Linked DNA regions of Ovis aries: region 2 is linked to region 1. A link is a contact called in public Hi-C data. All regions are on one chromosome and are shown on one strand. The core of a region is the stretch at or near the end of the contact, and the rest is flanking DNA. Distances in the headings are between cores, read along the strand shown.

Region 1 (4,826 bases), core at 1,386-3,885:
TTGGGTGTTCCTAAGATATAAACTCCAAATTTAGAGACTTCCCTGGTGGTCCAGTGGTTGAGAATCCGCCTTCCAATGCAGGGGACTGGGATTTGAGCCCTGGTTGGGAAACTAAGATCCCTCATGCCATGGGGGCAACTAAAGCCCAAGTGACTAGAGAAGCCTGAGCACCACAGCGAAGACCCAACACGGCCAAAGATTAAAGAAAAAGTAAGCCCAACATTGAAGAATGTCTCTATTTCATGTGTCCACTCTTCTGTTCTAATGACCACTACACAATACATGTGGCTCAGCAGTGAAGAATCTGCCTGCCGATGCAGGAGCCACAGGAAACCCAGGTTCGATCCCTGGGTCGGGAAGATCCTCTGGAGGAGGAAATGCCAACCCACTCTAGTATACTTGCCTGGGAAATCCTATGGACAGAGAAGCCTGGCAGGCTATAGTGCATGGGGTCATAAAGAATTGGACGCCACTCAGTGACTGAACTGGACACAAACTGCTCAATAAACTGTCCCCTCTGGTCTTTGGTTCCTCATCCCCAGTCTACTCCTTGGCCCCTGGAGACCGGCTTCTGCCCCTCAGGTTGCCCTTGACTTTGTGTGTGGGGAGGGGAGCACGTTGGTCAGCAGAGCCCTGTCCTGCATGTCACAGCCCCCAGGGCAGCATCAACTGCACGTGGGAGGGAAGTCTGAGACAGGCATGATGAAGCGAGTCTCGGGGCATTTCTGGCCCTGGCATCGTGTGTGCACCCTTGCGTGTGCACAGGTGTGTACACGTGCCCAGCAGCTGAGTACCCCTACACAGTTCCTCCAGAACTGGTGAAGCTGAAAGTAAGACATCTGTTGACGAATCAGCAAAGATCAGCTATAAGCCGATAACTGCAGAAAGGAGAAGCAAATATAGTCACCAAGCAAGAGAGAGAAAACATGCAAAATATTAAGTTTGGAAGCAGCTAGCTCTAGGGGAAGAGTAATTTTTTTAAGACTTTGAACATTTTTCAGAAAGTTACTTGGGGTTGCCTGGTGGTTAAGAATCTGCCTGCCAACACAAGGGACACCCGTTCAACCCCTGGTCTGGGGAGATCCCACGTGCCTCGGAGCAGCTAAACCCATGCGCCACAACTACTGAAGCCTGCATGCCTAGAGCCCACAAGCCCTTCTCTCATGGTGGTGGCAACAAAAGAAACCACCACAATGAGAAGCCCACGCATCACAACAGAGTAGTCCCTGCTGGCTGCAACTAGAAAAGCCTGCCCACAGCAGTGAAACCCCAAATAAAATAAATCACAGCCAAATAAAATAAATAAGCTTTTAAAAAACTTTTTGCAATCCCTTTTTAAGCCACCATCAGGATTTTTTGGATCAAGGCAGGGGATATATATGCTTCTCAGGTGGCGATAGTGGTAAAGAACCTACCTGCCAATGCAAGAGACAAGAGACATGGGTTCAGTCCCCGGGTTGCGAAGATCCCTTGGGGGAGGAAATGGCAACCCACTCCAGTACTCTTGCCTGGAGGATCCCATCCCTTAAGGGCTATAGCCGTGGGGTCGAAAAGTCAGACATGACTGAAGAGACTTAGCACACACACACACATATATAAATAAATCCTCTTTTATCTATTTAAAAATGCATATGTGCACATCTGTGTGATCTGCAAGCAGCTTAACATCTGAGACCTGCTGTGAGAACATAGGAAGCAAATCTAATTGGCTACAATGTACCTCCTATGTGAATGTGACCATATTCCCCAAATCCAAAATTGAGACACGACCTCTGATAGCAGGTGGGACATTTGAATTTGGGACCACCCTCAAGAGAAGCTGGGAAAGCTGGCTGCACACACATCTACTACTACTGGTTCACTCAGTCGTGTCCGACTCTTTGTGACCCCGCAGACTGTAGCCTACCAAGCTCCTCTGTCCATGGGATTCTCCAGGCAAGAATACTAGAGTGGGTTACTATGCCCTCCTATAGGGGATCTTCTGGACCCAGGGATCAAACTCATGTCTCCTATGTCTCGTGCACTGCAGGGGGTATCTTTACCATCTGAGCCACCAGGGTAGCTCAGGGTGACACAAACCATGACCCAGCATGCTGCCCGGGTTCTGAGACAGCAAACTCTGCTGGCGAGACGCCTGCCTCTCAGCCCCTCTCTCTTCCGACACCTGGCCTGAGGGCTCCCTCGGCTGACTGTGAACACAGGAGGAGGAAACAGAAGCCGACCCAAGGCATGCCATGCCTGCCGCCTAGGGAGACAGCCTGCAGCAGTCTCTCTGACCTGCCTCTGGATGGTGGCCAGCGCAGCTGGCAAAGCGAAGGCAGGGGTGGACTCAGTGGTCTCCCCAGCTGGGAGCAGCTCAGATGTCCCCAGCAGCCGACGGGTCCATCAACCCTTCTGCTGTCAGACTGAAGCGGCCCCAGGCTCCCACCGGCACCAACATATGTTGTAAGCTCACCTCATCTTTCCCTCTTATTTTTCATGAGTGGGGAGGGGGAAGGATGTGGTTCACAAAAGTCCAGGTTTGAACCCTGACTTATGTACAACCTGACTTAAGCGCAGGCTCACAGCAGAGTCTAGGATTTCTGTTTCTTCCTGGTGGGACCCCGGACAATGAGTGCTCTGTGTCCCTGCACTGTTATTTCAGCACTGACACTGATCTTCCATGTCAAGCCAATGTCACTCCGCATCTCTCCCTTCCTCCTTCTGTTCTGAGACCCAGGAACCGTTGCTTCCTGAGGTCAACACGCTATGGAACGTTATCTCCAGGGGAATACTGATCCAGAGCAATCACAAGGCTTTGTTTCCTCACAAAGGGAGGCTGTGTAAGGCTAGCACAAACCAAGCTGGGGTGACATGTGCCCTTATTTCCCAGGCCAGCTTCCTTTCAGGAACACAGTGCTCCCTGCTATTCATATGTGTCCTACGAAAGAGGTGGGCATCCAAGCTTGGGTTCTGTCTGCACCCAGGGGAAAATAATACATACTCTTGTTGTTGAAACCTGTGTCTTGATTTGATTAGAAGGGTCATCAGACATCAAAGAGGGTTCCACTTCCTCGCTCCTGTCTCACCGGAACTGAGTGGAGGATGGAACTCAGTTTTCAGGGAGGAAAGTGAATCAAGGTCGAGACTTTCATGGACCTGAAGAGTCCAGGGAAGCCCAGGAATAGGAACTAGGTGCCTGTTCCTCTTGGGTTTGGGGAAAGGATGCTCAATTCACACCTATAATACAGGTAAAAGGAACCCAACCAAAAGTGACTTCCATGAGAAGGAGCAAACGGGGAGGCCATGGGTACAAGGTTCAATACAGACATCATTCTTCTAAACAATTTTTTTAAGGTTGTTTTTTTTTTTAATGTGGGCCATTTTTAAAGGCTTTATTGAATTTGTTACAATAATGCTAATCCTGCTTCTGTTTTATGTTTTGGTTTTTTGACCATGAGGCATGCGGGATCTTAGCTCCCTGAACAGGGATCGAACCCACACCCCTGCATTGGAAGGTGAAGTTTTAGCCTCTGGACCACCAGGGAAGTCCTCAAAAACTTTTATAAAATAACTGAGGCTGTCAGTTCAAACTGTGGGCTGTGCATACCAGAGAAAGGTACCCATCACCCGGGGTAGGTTTGCAATTTCATTAGCAACCAAGAATTAGGAATTCTTGGGCAGTGGTGGGGGTCGGGGGGTGGTGGGGAGAGGAATGTCAAGGCAGGTTCTTTCATAAGTAAACAGAAGTAGATGGGAAGTTTGCTAAGATTGATGGAATGATCTTTGCTCTTTTTCTCAACATTGCCAAACTTTCTCCCGTAACTTAAAACAAGATAATAATAATAATAATAAAGAGCCTCGGGACAGGGCACGCCTCACCCTTCATGTAAGTGATGCACCTACCATCACGGCACCCACGGGCTAGCATCCTTCTGGAAGGCAGTCTGCACTCCAGACAGCCCTGCAGAGCCTAGATGGAGATGCTGTCACGTGGCCAGCGAGTGACGTAGCTCCTAGGAACTTAAGGTCCAGTTTTCTGCATCTAGAACAGGGCCACCCAGGTTTCTCATATTTCTCTTTATTTCCCATGGTAGAAAAAGAGGCTTTATCTTGATTGTTTTTCTAAACTTGAACTCTAGGCCTGTCTTTTAAAAAGGGATCCATTAAAACTGGCAGTCTGTTTAATTTAAAAAGCTAACAGAGTCAATCACTTGTTAATACTTAACTTTTGAAAATCTAGGCTGGGATATGGCAGGTTTTGCTAAGAGTTACCTGTCCCTGAGCCAAGCATAGAATGAAGGACAAGGCCGTCAAGCTACAGGCAATGGCTTTTTTCTTATTTTTTTAAAGTTTTAAAAATTATTTTGTATTGGAGTACAGCCATTTAACAATGGGAGTTTTGGGTGCACAGAGAAGGGACTCAGCCATACATATACACATATCCATTCTCCCCCCAAACTTCCCTCCCATGCCATGTAACAGACAATGGTTTTTTCCAATGACAAAAGACATTCAAACCCCTATACATTTCAATAAGGTGATAACTGGTTGTTTGGGCTTCTTTAAATCTAGGGAACATAAAGGAAACTCACCTTGAAAACTTGCTGGGACCTTCGCCATCTTCATCATCAAAGTCCATTCTGGAAAAGTCAAGTTCACAAGTGAGCGTTCATTAGAAGTAGAACATTTAACTGGACATATGAGCTGTTGCCTCAGACTGGGGTTGATTTGGTCAGACTGCTCTCCAACAATCCCAGCCCTTGACAGTGCAATAAACAGTATCTCTACACAGTCCTCAAATAGGTTTGGGACAAGAAAAGGCAAAATGAAAGGTCTACGGTACC
Region 2 (4,877 bases), core at 1,837-4,336, 110 kb before region 1:
AGCCTCCAGGGGCAGACAGATAAGTTGGCAAAAACAATGGCAGTTTGCTGAGTTAGGGATCACAACACAGGAAGAAGGGAGGACTTCCTATCTGAAAGTGAAAAGTGTGAAAGTGTTAGTCTCTCAGTCGTGTCTGAGTCTTTGTGATCCCGGGGACTGTAGCCCGCCAGGCTCCTCTGTCCATGGGATTCTCCAGGCAAGAATACTGGAGTGGGTTCCCATTTCCTTCTCCAGGGGATCTTCCCTACCCAGGGATGGAACCAGTGTCTCCTGCACTGACAGATGGAATCTTTACCACTGAGCCATCACGGAAGCCCACAGTATATCTCCCAACCTTGGCATCAGAGCCTGGAGAAAAGCTTAACAATAAAACCAGCACCATGTGACTGCCCACCAGGCAGCCTAAGCCCAGCAACACCAGGAAACAGGAGCACTAAAAATAATTTTCAAAAAAAAAAGGACATTTCAAAAACATTTTAAAGAATTGATAAAATCGTCTATTGAAAAATGACAACTTTCTGTATTTTCTGATTCTGACTTGACAGGTTTGCTGTTTTACTTTGATTTATATCCTGTGGGCACCCTCATCTCTCATTGGCATGCCCTCTAAAATCCAAGTGTGGTACTCAGAGCCAGAACCTCATCAACGTTTTCACATCTCTGAGAAATGACTGATTTTACAGATAAAGAAATTGAGGCTCAGAGAGTTCAGTGACGTGCCCAGGGAGACACTGGTCAGTACGGCAAACCCAGGATTCAAAACCAAGTGTGTCTGGCATCAGCCCCTGAACTCCATCCGAAAGGTGTATAGGAACCACCTTTCTACATGTCCCATCCCAAGAGCTGTGAGCCTAAGACACCATCCTGAGCCACCAGGCAGGAGAAAACAACTCTGTGCTTTGGGATTTTTGTGGAATTTTTGTAGCAGTGAGCTCCCCTCCAGGGCAGGAATCCATGGACCACCGCCTTCTTCCTTTCATAAGCTTTCAGACGCTCAACCTTGAACACAGAAGAGGTTTTCCAGGAAATAAGGACCACTACGAACTCGTGGTGCAGCCCTGGTGTCCAGCCCAAGCACAGAATCTTGATGAGTGAGCAGCTGTGCTGCTGTGCTGGGGGGCCTGGTGCGTGGGGTGAACAGGGCAGAAACCCAGCCCTTTCCACTTGCCCAGCTCTGCGCCCTGGGGTGTGTCTGTGATGCATGGAGGAGGGCGAGGGCTTTAGTTAGCACAGAAGCATGACCAGACGTGATCAGAGCCAGAGGTGTTACAACGGGTGTCTGCTCTCTGCTCTGTTGAGCTCTGGGGGCTCTGAGACCACAGACAGTGACTTTCTCTGGGATGTAGAAAGAAAACAAAGTCTCAGGCCTGGCTGGCAAAGATCCAGGATGCCAACCTCACCGTCCCTGTGGTCTGGACATGAGATGCTCAGTCTGGGCCTTTGGTTTCCGCTTCCGCAGCTGAGCATGTGGGGAAGAAGTGCTGACCTGCGGGCTGCCCCATCCTGAGAAGCGGTCCGAGGAGCTTTCTCGGACATTTCATGGCAACGGAATGAAAATAAACCCTGGTGTGCTTGCAAATTCCAGAGAGGGAGAAACACGGTGGCTGGGCTGAAAGCTGCCCGATAGCACACGGGAGGGAACCGGATCCCGTTCCACAGACTGCTGCCCCCGCCCACCACCCATTAGCTGGGGCCCAGAGCTAACGATCAGCAAACAGACACAGCAAGCACGGGCTTCCTGTCAGAGTGGCCGCTCTGCATCAGGAGGTGCAGCATGCTGGCAGATGCTGTCAATTATCTCTGATGCTCCCAGGACAGAGGTTTTTACTCAGCCAGAGTAAGTGAGCAACCAGCCATTAAGGGGGCAGTCGGGGGCAGCCTGCTATCGTACCCCTGGGAGTAACAGGAATCCAGCTCACAGCCATCAGGGTGGCGGGGGCCAGGGGGCGGGCAAGCTCAGCTGACCAGAGCAAGGATAATAATATCCTGTCCCCCACCCCCATGGATCGAGCACCATCTGCATGCCCCCTGTGAAGGGCTCTGGGTGCCTGTGAAAGGGTTCGGAACTGGTATGATCCAGGACAGGGAGCAGCCTGAGTGCGGTTTTAGAGAGATGCTTCCAGGGCCAGATGGAAGGCAGGGAGCACCGGCCAGTGGGGATGATGGATGGTCACCTGGGAGATGGTGAAGCCTTGATGGAGGCAGAGGCAGAGGAGGAGAAAGTGGGCCAGAGAGGACCCCAGACAGAATCTGTGGGCCCCTGCTCTCTGCCAGCTGTCTGCTGCAGGTGGACGAGAGGTGGACCCAAGATAAGATGGGGCTTGGTGATTTGACAAGGTGTTTCGGCTCCTTCCTGACTCTAAACTCTGCACAGACCAGGAACAACACCTTCCCTGTAGGTTTTCTTTGCTTCCTTTTATTCTCTGCTCGCACATCCTGCCAACCAGTGGCCAGGTGGGCTGGGCCCACCAGGAAGCCATCCCGGAAGACATGGGGACCGTGGAGTTTCAGGGACACACATACACACCAGCACAACATGCAGCTGTGGTCATGTAGACACACAGTGACTCTGTAAGGGGTGGTCGCACAGGAGGGTGTGTGCTCAGCCCCAGCAGATGCACAGGAATGCTTTCAATCCCCCATTAAGGAGGGGGGGCGCATAGGAAGGCACAGTGCCTGGGTCGTGCGAACGACTCCTGCTCAGCGGCAGCCTACAGTGTGTCTCCCTGACGGTGTCCATCCCCGACATCGACACGGGCACTTTTCAAAGCTGGGCCTCCAGCATGTAAAATGGGAGCCTGTGTTTTCTGGACTTTCCCTTTTCCTGCCTCGATGTGATAGGAAAACAGGCAAGCAGGGGACAAAGAGGCCTCCCTTTCAGCAGCTTCCAATGCTAACCATTCACACTCTGTTTCCCTGGGATGTTTCTTTTGGATGCTCCGGACAGAATGCAACTGGGTTTGCAATTCCCCCTTTCTCCCACAGGCAGAGAGCATCAAAGAACCTTTCCACAACAAGTCTGCCTATTGCTGGTGAGGACAGTCAGGTACAAACTGGAAGCCGGACTGTTCACACGATGGCTGTCACTGCCCTCTGCTGTCCACAGGCAACATTTGCTACATCCTCACCCAGAGGCCCTTAAATCAGCCTCTGCTGTGAGTCTGTGTGTGTGTGTGTGTGGGGGGGCTCCTCACTCTGTCCAGTCTCAGTGAGCTGTGGGTAGTGATCGTTCTGAGAAGAGATGTAAGGACACCCCCGGGACAGTGTTCTGTTTTGTCCGTGATGCCTGACTTCCAGGAAAATAGGTCAGAGCCTCTGCCTGTGGCTGCTTTTAGGAGGAGGGAGCTTTCCTTTCCTTCCAGGCCCCTCTGTGACACTACCTGCTAGGGATGCGTTCTCAGAGGCCCTGGGTGTAAGTTGTTGCTTCTTTGCCTCCCCTGTGCCCTCCTTGTGGCCTTTTACTCCCTCCTGTGCTTCCTCCCTCCTGCCACTCACTTCTCACGCTCTCCATGTGATGGACACCTGGGGTGGCAGGGACCAGAGCAGAGGCATCCTGAGAGTACTGGACGCCTGGCACAGGTGCTCAGTGACCATCCATTGTGTTGCGTCACAACAAAGCATGCAACTGTGAGTGCTGAAGCTTGCATTCATGTTGGAAGTGAATGAAGCATGGTGAGGACTTCCCCAGTGGTCCAGTGGTTAAGAATCCACCTGCCAATGCAGAGGACACGGTTTCAATCCCTGGACAGGGGTCTGGGAAGATCTCACATGCCTCGGAGCACCTAAGCCTGTGCACCACAACTACTGAAGCTTGAGTTCTGGAGCTCGTGCTCTGCACCAAGAGAAGCCACTGCAATAAGAAGCCTGCACACCACAACTAAAGAAAGCCCGTGCAGAGCAACGAAGATGCAGAGAACCAAACAAACAAAAGAACAGTCGTAAATATAAGACAACCAAAAACCCCCAAAAGGGGAGCTTCAGTCTGTTCTTCTGCCCCAAATCCAGAGGACTCTGCAGATCCCCAGCCTGGGACCCTGCTCTCTACTGCTGAGCGCGGCCTGCGTGTAAGTGGCTTCAGTGACAGGCGGGCTGCTTCCACCACACCCTCCGAGGTTCCCTGGATCAGGCCATGGACACCAGGCATCACACACGCAGAGCGAGGACCAGGAGAGAGCCCAGGTGTGGGGAGGAAGGCAGACAGGTGAACAGAAGAGAGGAGGGGCGGGATCATAGGAGGAGGCAGCCATCACTAAGAGCTGGTTAATACACTGGCACCAAAACGGTGGACGTTCTAGGATGCCGCCCGGGGCCTGGCATGGTGGTAGGCTGGCCCATCTCCATAGCTTTGGGCACAGGTAGCTGGTGGGGCTGGGACAGGTGAGGTGAGCCTGCAGATGAGCTGCAGTTTGAACAGATGCTGAGCAGACCTACTCTCTTGTTCGGTTCAGCCTTATACCCTGGGGCTCCCACTGCCCAAACCCAGCTCCACGTCAATGAGCCCACCTGTTACTTCCTCCTAGAAAGCCCTGCAGGTCTGGCCTGTGTCTCACCTCTACACTCCCCACTGCTGAACAAAGAAGGAGCTTCGAGATTCTACACCCTGCGTATCTCACTCTTCCTCCTGTTTCTCGAGCTTCGTCATTTTCTCCAAGGCCAGGGCAGGACACAGGCCCAGCACTAACAGGCACCACTCTGCTCCTTCTCCTGCCCAAGTCGGGAAGAGTGGGAGAGGCAAAAACTCCTTCACTGGACCGAGTTTACCAAGCAGTGACTAGACAGAGTCAGATATTAAAAAATAATAAAGATATGGGACTTGCCTGGTGGTCCACTGGTTAAGACTCTATGCTTCCACTGTGGTCAAGGGGGTGCAGGTTCAA

What was found. A called contact is a pair of places that touch in the nucleus more often than the background predicts.
Region 2: a contact with region 1 is called in a Hi-C map of hypothalamus, with 2.7 times the contacts expected there. The contact joins two enhancer-like sites. A contact is called at or near these places in 4 of 16 Hi-C or Micro-C datasets (hypothalamus, liver and tail adipose tissue).

Annotation. Positions count from the first base shown.
Region 1 is chr18:24,113,845-24,118,670 of ARS-UI_Ramb_v3.0, reverse strand. It overlaps ARNT2 (aryl hydrocarbon receptor nuclear translocator 2), which reads right to left. Exons shown (of 19, transcript NM_001308560.1): 3 at 4,575-4,622. Among named protein-coding and RNA genes, the nearest start is that of ARNT2, 47 kb to the right of the region's middle. Within about 2 kb of position 2,635, at least 8 of the 54 cell types and tissues checked have an H3K27ac peak or open chromatin away from gene starts, as enhancers often do. A contact at or near this core is called in hypothalamus, where this site is marked.
Region 2 is chr18:24,227,685-24,232,561 of ARS-UI_Ramb_v3.0, reverse strand. All of the region lies in intron 12 of ARNT2 (aryl hydrocarbon receptor nuclear translocator 2), which reads right to left. Among named protein-coding and RNA genes, the nearest start is that of ABHD17C, 120 kb to the left of the region's middle. Within about 2 kb of position 3,086, at least 3 of the 54 cell types and tissues checked have an H3K27ac peak or open chromatin away from gene starts, as enhancers often do. A contact at or near this core is called in hypothalamus, where this site is marked.